2 separate regions of the Xenopus laevis genome follow, and region 2 is linked to region 1. A link is a contact called in public Hi-C data. All regions are on one chromosome and are shown on one strand. Each heading gives the region's core, a stretch centred on a gene start, on an enhancer-like site or on the middle of the called end of the contact. The rest is flanking DNA. Distances are from core to core; before and after follow the strand shown. Region 1 has its middle 20 kb from the start of LOC108714351. Region 2 has its middle 10 kb from the start of fam20b.L.

Region 1 (5,672 bases), core at 1,551-4,050:
ATCCAATATATCTTATAGGGGGCTCCTTTTGCCTAGAAGATGTAATAGAGCTCACTCTATTAAAACCACCAGAAATCCTGTCTCTCTACATGCAGAATTTGTGCAAAAGGCAGTTATTTTGTGAGATTTTTTTTGTGCTGGAATCAGTTATTTGATTGAGCTCTAATACATCTGCTAAGAAAGGGAGACCCCCCTATAAGATATATTGGGTCATTCATCTGACACCCAACTGCTGCATGAAGAGAGAATGAAGAGAAACAGATGCTGAGAGAGGGATAGTGAAGATGAACTTGATTATTTCAGAAACAATGCAGAATATTTAATTGATTGTATTTAGAAAGTTTCTTATTTCAATATTAGGAAGCTTATATAAAATGTTTGTGATAGTTCCCCTTTAATGGCACCATGCAGAGTATGAATGGAGGCTTTTCAGAAAGTGGTTTGATGGTTGGCAAACGTTAACATGGCAGAAGAATAGTTTGCTTCGCATTTTTGTAATGAATAACACAATGTTTTTGGAACAAGAAAGGCTGTTAGAGCACAGAAACAGGTAAAGTTTGCTGCTTCAATATAAATGCATGTGCATAAACCAGTATATGTTGTGTATTTGAGCTGTTCCTATGCACAGTTGTGTGTGTCAGGGAGAACACTGAAGCTAATCATCATTTAACAACATCTAACTGTATCATTCAAGTCCCTGGCCTTCCATTAGAAAGATTAGGAAGCCTCCCAAGAGTTACTATTAGGTCTGGTTAGGGACAATAGAGAGCTACCTGATGTCTTACAGGTGGTTAATGTGAACCAATCCATTTACACTCCCTGTTGGGGCTAGAGAAGTTACCAGCCTGTCTGGGACCCAAACAGTTATACAAAATGCACATTCACACAATCACTCACACACACATCCCATTTATTGGCATTTTCACTAGTTGTGACACTGCGGTGCATTGCTACTTGGTAGCCGCCAGCAGTGGAAAGTGCTTATATGTAACTGCCTCATATGACCCTTCTTCCCTCTCAGGAGACCATGACTGCAATGGATACCAAATTTAAAGGGCTAATACAAGGGTGTCGAGAAATTGTGCCTGTTGTCTGACTGAAATGCGAGAAAACGGTCCATGTTCAGTGGTTTTTATTTATTTATTGTTTGTCCTCGTTTCCTTGCTCATCTCTTCCTCTTGTTTCTCTCACGTTATGAATCTTTCTCCTCTCCAACATCCAGGGATTTTATGGTTAAAAAAGAAGTGGTTTTTCAACCATTAAGGAAATTAGATATTTTATTATTGTTAATGCCTACAATAAAATGGATTCTGTATTTAACAAAGTCCCCATGTCTTTTTCTTTGTTTTCACCCTCGTGTCTTTAAGTCACACACGTGAGTGTTCTGTGGCCTCATTTATTTAAAGTTTTGCGTTTTGTTGCGCAAAGAGAGTGATCTTTATTGTCACTGGTTCCCCAACATACGCTTTCAGACCAGAAATACCCTATTTAGGCATATGGCTTACATTACTATTATCAGTTCTCAGTATAACATTGGTTGTGCTACCCAGGGAGCCCTGTTTGTCTGCTTCTTTGTGTGTGTGTGTCTGTATGCACAGGAGTATTTACACTTAAGGTTAGTGGCAGGTCAGGAGATGGGGAAGTCCAATCGTTCAAGGATTCGACCTATCTGATCTTTGCGTCTATGGCCAGCTTTAAGGTCCTCTTTCATTGGATGGGCACCTTCCATTACTTGTGCAGCAGAGGGATTTCAGCTCCCAGAATCCATCACTGCAACATGGAACAATGTATGGTAGGGGCTGATTAATTATTCTAGCCAAAGTAGGGGTTGAAAATGTGTTGCATGCAACACAGAGGCAGACTATCATAGTTTCTGCTCAATCTGGCAAATTGTTTGTAGGTGTTATAGTCCCCCTGATCTGTAATGGGTAAGTCCTAGCCTTCAGCTTTTCACCTAGATTTTGGATACTACTCTTGAGGACTTCGCACCTTCCTCTTACTTTCCTAACCCCTCATAATGAACTCTAGCACCAGGCAAATAGGCTTAGAGCATCTTGGAGACAGATTATTCCATCCACCATTGTAATAACTTGGTGATAGAAGGCAATGCTATGTTTTCAGCTTGGACAAATTTTACCGACAAAATTAATTAATATTGATTTATGTCATAACCCTAAGGCCAGTGTCATACTCTCTATATGTCAGCATAGAAAAGACAAATCTGCTCCTGTATGCCCCATCTTGCAGATGCACCAACAGAAATGGGTTCAGTCTGTGGGGCAGGTTTTGGAGTGGAAACACCAATTCAGATAAAATAAGAAACAGCAGCAGTGTCGGGTGCTAATATAACTCCTGAAACCCAGTGGGGGGATGATGTGACCCATGAGGCATCAGGCGACTAACTTTCCCGAACTGCTTTCCGCAGGCTATAATATAAATCGCCGGCAGAAAGGCACTCTGAGCGCTTCCTTTTCCGAAACTTCAGGTGACTTTGGAAACCGAAGCACTCAGTGCCTTTCCGCCTGCGATTTTCATTATAGCCAGGGGAAGGCAGTTCCGGAGATTAGTCGCCCTGAAGACAGGGCCGGAACTAGGGGTAGGCGGAAGAGGCACGTGCCTAGGGCGCAAAGGCAGAGGGGCGCCAGGCACATACCTCTTCTGACGCTTTCCCCTAGTTGGCACCGTCTTCTCCAGACTCCAGAAGCTGTTCACGCAAGTGCGCTCTCTTCAGCGCATGCGCACTGGCGCTTCTGCAACGCTTGCGTTGTTGCGTGCATGGGCACTGATGCAGGTTTGCCGCTCCTCTGCGCATGCGCACTTCCTCCTTTAAGAACGCAATGGGGGGCGACATAGCCGGCCAGGTTGCCTAGGGCGCCCGGCTGACTTAGCCCGGCACTGCCTGAAGAAGAGGAGATTTGCTGCCGGGCGACTAATCTCCCCTAATCTGCCAGTGTGTGTCTGCCCTAAAAGTGGAATAGATAAGAGCTGCACAGAACAAATAAACCACTGAACTGGATACTTATTTGAAAGAACACAGAAGTATTTAAACTATGGAATAGATATTGAGAAATAAGCAGATAATGAATTATGTGAGCAGAGAGGTATCAATGGAGTCTTATTTAAGTCTAAAACTGCAAACTGAGCCTGTACATTCATAGAAATCATGTGAAACAATAGGAAAATAATTACACATTTGTGAATTGGTGTTTCCATTGGACAGATTTTCTAAACTACCAAGGTAGGCTAAAGCCAAGCACCTGTAATCTCATAGCCCAATCCTGCTAGAGTTGCCATGTGAAATTCAGATAATTCACATCAATCTATTGAAGCCAAAAGTCTGTTTTCTGAAAAGGTTTCTTCATATGCATTCCATTGTAGTCTTTATATTCCAGTGAAGCCTAGTGCTGGATGTTTAATGGTCTGAACCATCTGAATGTATAAACAGGGTACAGTTATGCTCTATTTTGGGCACTGTGGCTTCTGAACTAAGGGCAATGTCACTGCTGTCACTTGTTTCTGCCCAGAGTGACTGACATCACTTCCCATTGATATCAGTGTCTTGATTGCCCATGTGACATTGCCATAAGAACAAAAAGTCCTTTATTGTCAGAAAAATCATAATACATTATAGATATGACAAAAGTAGCTAGTGACTCTAGATATAACTATGAAGAAATGAAAGATAAGTCATTGTGTATTACTATAGGAGATCTTACAATACATTGCAGGGGAAAGTATATTTGACATTTCTATGAGGGTTTACTCTACATTAAATGGAAAAGAATGGGAGATAATTTAAATTTATTATCTGCAAAATACAGTATATATATATATATATATATATATATATATATATATATATATATATATATATATATATATATATGTGTGTGTGTGTGTTTATATTTGTACATGAGTAACTGCAGTGCTTACTTGGATCAGGTCAGCATCATCTTGTGTTTACAGTACCGTTCAGCAGAATTGAATGAATATTGTAAAGGCAACCAATATGGTAGCTCCCTCTTGATAAGGAAGGAATGCTCTCTGAACACATTTATCTTGTCCTTATCCATGTAAATGGGTCACACTACCCCAATTAACGTTATAAAATAAATAAGCTTTTATTTCCTAAAGATTTTGGTCACATTTTGATTTTGTTTAATAAAGACCATATGGATCTTTTTTTATTCCTAATGCCTTGAAATAAAAACTAGGGTTTAATGGCAATAACACTATTCCTGCTGCAAAGTAAAGCTTGGCCATGATCCAGCTATTCAGTGAAGTCACTAGACCAGTAGCCTGTCCACCCATAACATGGTCCATATCAGGCTGGTCCATTGGTTTAGACCAGTTTTAGATTCAAAATAGGCAGAGACACACGCTCAGATTCGGGGGCGAGTTATCTCCCCGAACTGCATTCTGCTGCCTTCCTGCCGGCTAGAATGTAAATTGCCGTCAGTATGGCACTCGGAGTGATTCGTTTTCCGAAGTCGCCCAAAGTTTCTTCATGAGGCAAGGCGATTCAGGGAGATTAGTCGCCCCGAAGAAGAGTAGATTTGTCACCGGGCGACTAATCTCCCCAAATCTGAGCGTGTGTTTCTGCCCTTAAGGTATATAAGAGGCCCAAACAGCCCCACATGGCCAATAAATAGCAACTGTCTATGGCAACTTACAGCAGTTCTTCTGGCATTTGTCCGAATCCACAGATTCATTTCCATTTCAGGCTTGGTTTAGACAATACTTATGTGATATATTTTGCCACAATTTCCTTACATTGCACTGCGTCTTCACCACTAGAGAAATAAACCTCCGACACGTCATTTCATTGGCTTATTTATTGCATAGGCCCAAAGAATTATGGATTCCTCCGTAATTTCAGATCATTTCCACTTTTCCTTTGCATCGGCCTCTCAGACTATCCCGGAGACATCCCTTTAGTTTGTTGAATTGCCGACTATCACTAGAGTAAAGGTTCCAGCAGAAAACTGTGATGAGAGCAATGTTTCTACCTGCAGCAGATCAAACAGACTTCCAGTTAGTCACCTTTTATTATCAGGCCTGGTAGTAGAACAATATGAACAGGATTGTGCTCTAGAAAGTTCCTCTCTGCTCTCTCTTAAAGGAGAAGGAAACCCTTTTGGCGCAAAACCCCTCCCCCCTGGCAAATGCATCTAGTTAGTCACCCCTCCATGCAGGTCCTCTCTTGCCGAGTTCATGCAGGTCCTCTCTTGGCGAGTTCACGGGCGCCATCTTCGTCCGATCGATCTTCTTCATGTATTTGGTGACGCATGTGCAGTAGGAGGCATTTGCCGGTTGGATCTACTGCACATGCACCCAAATTTCACAACGTTTCTGATTTCTTTTATCTGAAACTTCGTGACTTTCGGTGCATGCGCAGTAGATCCAACCGGCAAATGCCTCCTACTGCACATGCGTCACCAAATACATGAAGAAGATCGATCGGACGAAGATGGCGCCTGTGAACTCGGCAAGAGAGGACCTGCATGGAGGGGTGACTAACAAGTTAGGGGCATTTGCGCGGGGGGGAGGTAGGCCAGGGGGGAGGGGTTTTGCGCCGAAAGGGTTTCCTTCTCCTTTAAACTGGCCATAGATGCAAAAATCCGATCATTTGAATCCTCGAACGATTGGACTTCCCCATCTCCCAACCTGCC
Region 2 (5,672 bases), core at 1,692-4,191, 150 kb after region 1:
TTTTATTATAAATAAAAGATTTTTTATTATAATTCGACTTTTAATAAATGTGCCTCTAAATGTACTAAAGGCAAATACTGACCAAATGGGTATTGCTCTCTCACTGATGGACAGACATAAGTATGGCCGCCTTTCTATTGTTCTGATTGTTTTGGAATAGCAGAAAGTGCCGAGAGCTGCAGATCCTCTCCATTTCCTCCTCCACTAATATACCAAGCACTGGGCGCATTGCAAATAACGTTTCTTTATGCACAATAGATGGTCTGTTATGTCAAGTCAGCCACAATAAATGAAGGAGCAGATTCAAACCATTCCCAATAGGAAACAGACTGTTTCACTAAAACAGGTGCTACTACCCAGAGGAATCAGACTTTTTCATTTTCTATCTCGGCGTAGACTGGTTAAAATGTAAAAAGGATATAAACCTAATAATACAATTTGGCCTAATATATACAATAAAAATTTATTTCCAGTTGTTTTAAAGGTGTTTTAAAGGTATTTGTAAGTATAACTGAAATTAAAAGTCTTTTTTTGTCCTTTTTTGCACAGCTGGTTCTGACTCTGGAATCAGTGTAGCAATAGTCAGCTCTCCTCCAGTCAGTGTTCCATTTGCATGCTTCTTCACTGATTTTTTTAATAAGCTGACTTCTGCGACATTGTTTGAACAGTCAGAACCAGCATTGCAGAAAATAGCTAGGAAGCAAATGGAGGCAAAATGTTATTTTTGTGCATAAACCCCTCAATAGGGAAATGTAAGCCCTTACAACAAATTAATGTAAAATTGCTCCGGTTTGCAAAATATTTACAGTTTTGAACTGCTAATATAATTCATTTGTAACTTGAAGTGCTGCTCTGCCTAGAACTGACCAGAGAAACATCAGATGACAATTCTAACTTCAAGATAATTGCCATAATTACCAACATGTAGCACTGTTGTCAATTCGCTGGGGGTCATTTATAAACAGTGGGCAAATTTGCACCTGGGCAGTAACCCATAGCAACCAATCAGATGATTTTTCCTGTGAAAATACCAACATAATGTATTGTATTAAATGCCCCTGTGGACTAGCTTATTACATTGGTCAGACAAGCAGAAACATGAAGAGACACTTAAATGAACATAAATTAGTGATTCACAATTATGTACCCCCAAAAGAGGAGGAGAAAAAGAAAGGAAACCACTTTGACAATTGACACATCATTTTTCAATTAAGGTGGCAAATATTGGAAAAAGTTAGTGGCAGTACCCAAATGGAAACAAAAAAGAAACTGATACAAAGGGAGTGTTTCTGCATATGGCTGCTACAAACAAAACAACCTTCAGGGCTAAATGAAGAGTTTAACATGAATTGTTACTTGTAGAACCACAAATGTAACTACGTCTTATCCTCTATAATAACTTGAGCAAAGTGCTATTTCAGCCACAAGTTGTCCTGCTTTGCACCCACAATGTAGTGTTTTCCCCATAATTCCAACTAAATTGCAGCCACATTTAAAGCTTTGATCTTTTGTTTCATTTGAAAACAATAAAAACTGTTTGAAACCAGAGTAATTGCAGCCACAATATGGAGCCACTCCTGACACCGTTTCACATGTGATTCCAAGCAAATAGGACACTGTACTGAACACTTTGGCTTCAGTTGTTTCATGTTCTCAGCATCAAAATCGCATGTTCTCTGACGCAGGCTGATGTGATAACAATGGAGTTTCCACCATCTTTGATTTACCCGCAGAAAGAAGAGGGAGCCGAGTGGAGGGAAAGCACCAAGCGCAGATCAACTGCAGCTAACTTTGTGCAACAGCACATGCGCTGAACACTCCTAATTGAGCCCTTATGTCTCCATCTAGTCATGTCTGAAAAACTGAAATGATGTCCCAGGATCAGGTAAATATTTGGACTGGTTTCTGGATGAGATCACAAAATATAATTGGCTGGGATTTATGTTTATTGGAAGCATTTCAACTGCTAAAGTTCACAAGTTTTAATCCATTCAATAGAATGTATAGGCAAGCAGCGGTGTAACTAGGGGACCATGGGCCCTGCTACAAAAACTGCACCCCCCCCGCCCCGCTGAAACAAGATGCTGCATTGGCTCAGGCTTCCCTTTGGGCCTTGGCAGGGGGCACTGACTGTTCCCCAGTAGTTACCTAAAAACTTTAGCCTTGTTCATATATGTGTGTACTATCCCTTTAAGAGAAGCCAAATACAGGTACAATAGTATTCTTTATTAAATTTCAAATCTATACAAGGAGATCCTATGGGGCTCTTTTTGGCAAGATGAATCAGTTGGACTGATTACAGAGACCTTGGCCTGTGCTTAGGAATCCTCTACTATTACATATATTCTAATATTGTTCAGAGAATGTTTAAGGCACTTCATCCCTTGCTTCAAACTTGCTGGATATTGGTGGCTGAAAGTAAATTGGTGGCAATGTTGATGTGTGAAAGCGGAGTCCATAACCCCTCTGGTAGCTGATCTGCGCTACGGCTACTGTCTGCTTCTCTGTTCCAGCAACTAAACAACAAATCAATGTAATCTGGTTCACTCCTTAGGCTGCCTAATAGAGCAAAGGTCCACAGATATATGTCCACCTCTTCCCCTGTTGCCCAGTATTTGGCCTTATTCAGTTCCAAGACCAGGCTCTGGTTGGACACATTGGAGCAACATGAAATCAAATCATCAGATTATAATGTTGTACCAAATAAAGAAATTTATTGCATCCAGTTCACATTTTACTAGAGCTCAGGCTGGACCCAAAAAGTGCAACATGCTTTACACTGCCACTCTCACATGCACTGTCTGAGATCATAACATGGATCTAATCTAACAGGCTAACATGCATGGAACTCAATCTCACCACAGTGTGCTGGAGAGTGATGTGCTTGTACTGTATCTTTAACTAATCCTTGTCTCACCCTGAACTGAAGCTACAGAAGTTGGGGACACATACACATACTCATAACGTTGAACAGATTTGATTCTGTAAAGTAAATGGATCCCGATACTGAGGAAATATTGCCACCTAGTGGTCAAAACAAGATTAGTCGCCAGCCACTTCTAGTACAGAATAATCAGGAAACTCACTTGGGCCTTATTTATTAGGGAGGCACCAAATCCAGGGTTCAGTTTGGGATATGGCCAGGATTCTGCCTTTTTCAGTAGATTTCGGATTTGGACGAACTGAATCTGAATCCTAATTAGCATATGCAAATTAGGGACATGAAGGGAAATCTTGTAACTTTTCGTCACTAAACAAGGAAGTAAAAAATATTTTTCCCAATTTTTCCCTTCCCGTCCCTAGTATTTGGCCAAAGTTTTCATGAAGGATTCAGGGATTCACCGAATCAGAAATTTCGGTGCATCCATAATAGTTAGAAAGGTATATAAAATGTTTTACAAATAAAAGGTGCTGTAAAAAGCTGGGTCATCTAAAAGCTGTGTATTTCTTCATTCTCCTTGTTTTTTTCCTCATCCATCACATTTATAAATCAACAGGTAAAATCCATTATAAAGGTGTATTTTCATTTACTCCAGTAATGCACTCCATTATTTTATATTGCCTCAGAGCTGGTGAAATCCATTAAAGTCAGTGGGACTGAGGAGATATTCTTGAGTAAAACGGGGGTCATTTATAGATTTATTTTTTGGGTATATTCCTTATAGCCAATTGTAGTGAACAATATTGGAAGGGGATACGTTTATGGAAATGTGGCCAGTCAATCTGGAAATTTTCTTTTGGAAAAGTTGTCTCAAGAGAGCTGTATTTATCCAGGCATTAGAGATTAAGCATTTATAGCTCTTCATCAGGCACATTATATGTTTGTCTGCTAATCCCAATGTATCTACTAATGACATTACTGGAGCTGTTAACTGATTCCCATACGTTAATGTGAGTCCTAGTGACACTGCAGTTATATGTCCTCCTCCTCTGTATTACTTTTCCTTTGCTGTCATTATAATAAGTCATCATTGTGCTACCTAAAAATGTGTCTTCTAGTTTATTCCACTATGCGCACTCTTACACCAATCATCCCATTACTCAGTCCAAGTAAAGAAAGGTAAGTATAAGGGTAGGACTACATAGATGTTCGGCGTGATCCCACGTGCTGCGACAAAACGCATGCAACAAAAATAAGGTAAGTGAATGCATAGTCGCATGGTGTCGCAGCGTTAATCTGACACGACACGGTTGTCGGATGCGGACGCAGGATGCAGTGTCTGCATCCAACATTCGTGTCGCGTGTTGTTTGTCGCAGTGCATTGGATCGCGCTGAAAACGTCCATGTACCTTTTTACCAATAAACCACATTTAACTATAAAAATTGGTTATTTGGTAGCCCCTATATGGACTGTAAGACTACAGGAGGCTCTGTTTGGCAGAACACCTGGGGGCAAATTCACTAACCTGTGGGTTGCGCTAGCGCAGCCTTCGCCGCACTTCGCCAGGGCGCCGCTAATTCACTAAAATCCGAAGTTGCGCTGAGGGAGGCGAAAGCTCGAGCAGTTGCGCTAACGTTAATTCGTCAAGGAAATCGCAGTTACGCTAGCGATGCCTAATTTGCATACGGCACCAAGTTAAAGTACAATGGATGTATATGTAGCAGCAAATACATTACACTACACAAGCCTGAGAAAGCTTCATAAAATAAAACAGAGTTGTTATTTTGCCCTACACATGTGGCCATTGTATAGTTTATGTGCCATATATTAGGAAATGTAGGGGAAAAGGAGGGTACCCCAAAAAAATCTCTTTTTCAGCCTATCACCCTTAAAAAAGGAAAAGAGGAAAAGATGCCAGCGTTTTTTGGGACTTAGAATAAATTTCAACTTTTTTTGAAGCAATCCCTATCTACTCTATTATTGCACTTCGCCTGGTCTGAGGTGGCGAAGGCAAGTCTGGCGCAAGAGGTAATGTTCAGTAAAATGCGCAAGTTAGTGAATTAGCGTAGTTACGTCCCTTCGCCATAGTGCAACTTCGCCTGGCGTAAGGGTGCTAAGAAGCGCTAGAGTAGGTCCACTTCGCTAGTGAATTTACGCCAGCACCCGTTAGTAAATCGACAAAGTAACAAAATGACACCACGCTGGTGAATTTGCACTAGCGTTAGCCGCTTCGCACTTTAGTGAATTTGCCCCATGGACTTTTTGGCTCCATAATTTGCCTCAAAGTCACATAATTTGCCTCAAAGTCAGAAATCCAAAAATAAGCACTTACTTTGAGGCCACTGGGAGCAACATCGAAGGGCTTGCTGATCAACATATTGCTTGTGAGCCACTGGTTGGGGACCACTATTCTAAGAGACCACATTTGTTCATGAAACAAGCACTGTGCCCAGGGTCGGTTTTCAGATACAGTATATACCATATAATGCAAAGTACAGTGGCAAGAAATATGTTTTGTGCATAGCATTTGATACTATTTATTCTTAAATGTATCATGTGATAAGTAATTTAGTGCTGTTCCTGCAAGGAATGTCCTATATAGATTGCAGCAGACAACAGGAAAATCACTATATTTTATTACTTTCTGTTATGAATAAAGATTGCCATCACATTCAGTTTCTGACCATCTATGCATGTGCTGATCCCCCAACAATTCTGAATGTTTACATTCTGGTGTTATTGTGTTGAGTGAGCTTTGAGTCGCCACCATGTTTATATTGGACTGATATG

What was found. Hi-C and Micro-C count contacts between places; a contact is called where the count stands out from the background.
Region 2: a Hi-C map of the XL177 cell line shows a contact between it and region 1, with 2.4 times the contacts expected there. The contact joins two enhancer-like sites. A contact is called at or near these places in 2 of 4 Hi-C or Micro-C datasets (the XL177 cell line and the XTC cell line).

What each region holds. Positions count from the first base shown.
Region 1 is chr4L:95,280,186-95,285,857 of Xenopus_laevis_v10.1, forward strand. No RefSeq gene overlaps it. Among protein-coding and RNA genes, the nearest start is that of LOC108714351, 20 kb to the right of the region's middle. Within about 2 kb of position 2,801, at least 1 of the 7 cell types and tissues checked has an H3K27ac peak or open chromatin away from gene starts, as enhancers often do.
Region 2 is chr4L:95,434,965-95,440,636 of Xenopus_laevis_v10.1, forward strand. No RefSeq gene overlaps it. Among protein-coding and RNA genes, the nearest start is that of fam20b.L, 10 kb to the right of the region's middle. Within about 2 kb of position 2,942, at least 1 of the 7 cell types and tissues checked has an H3K27ac peak or open chromatin away from gene starts, as enhancers often do.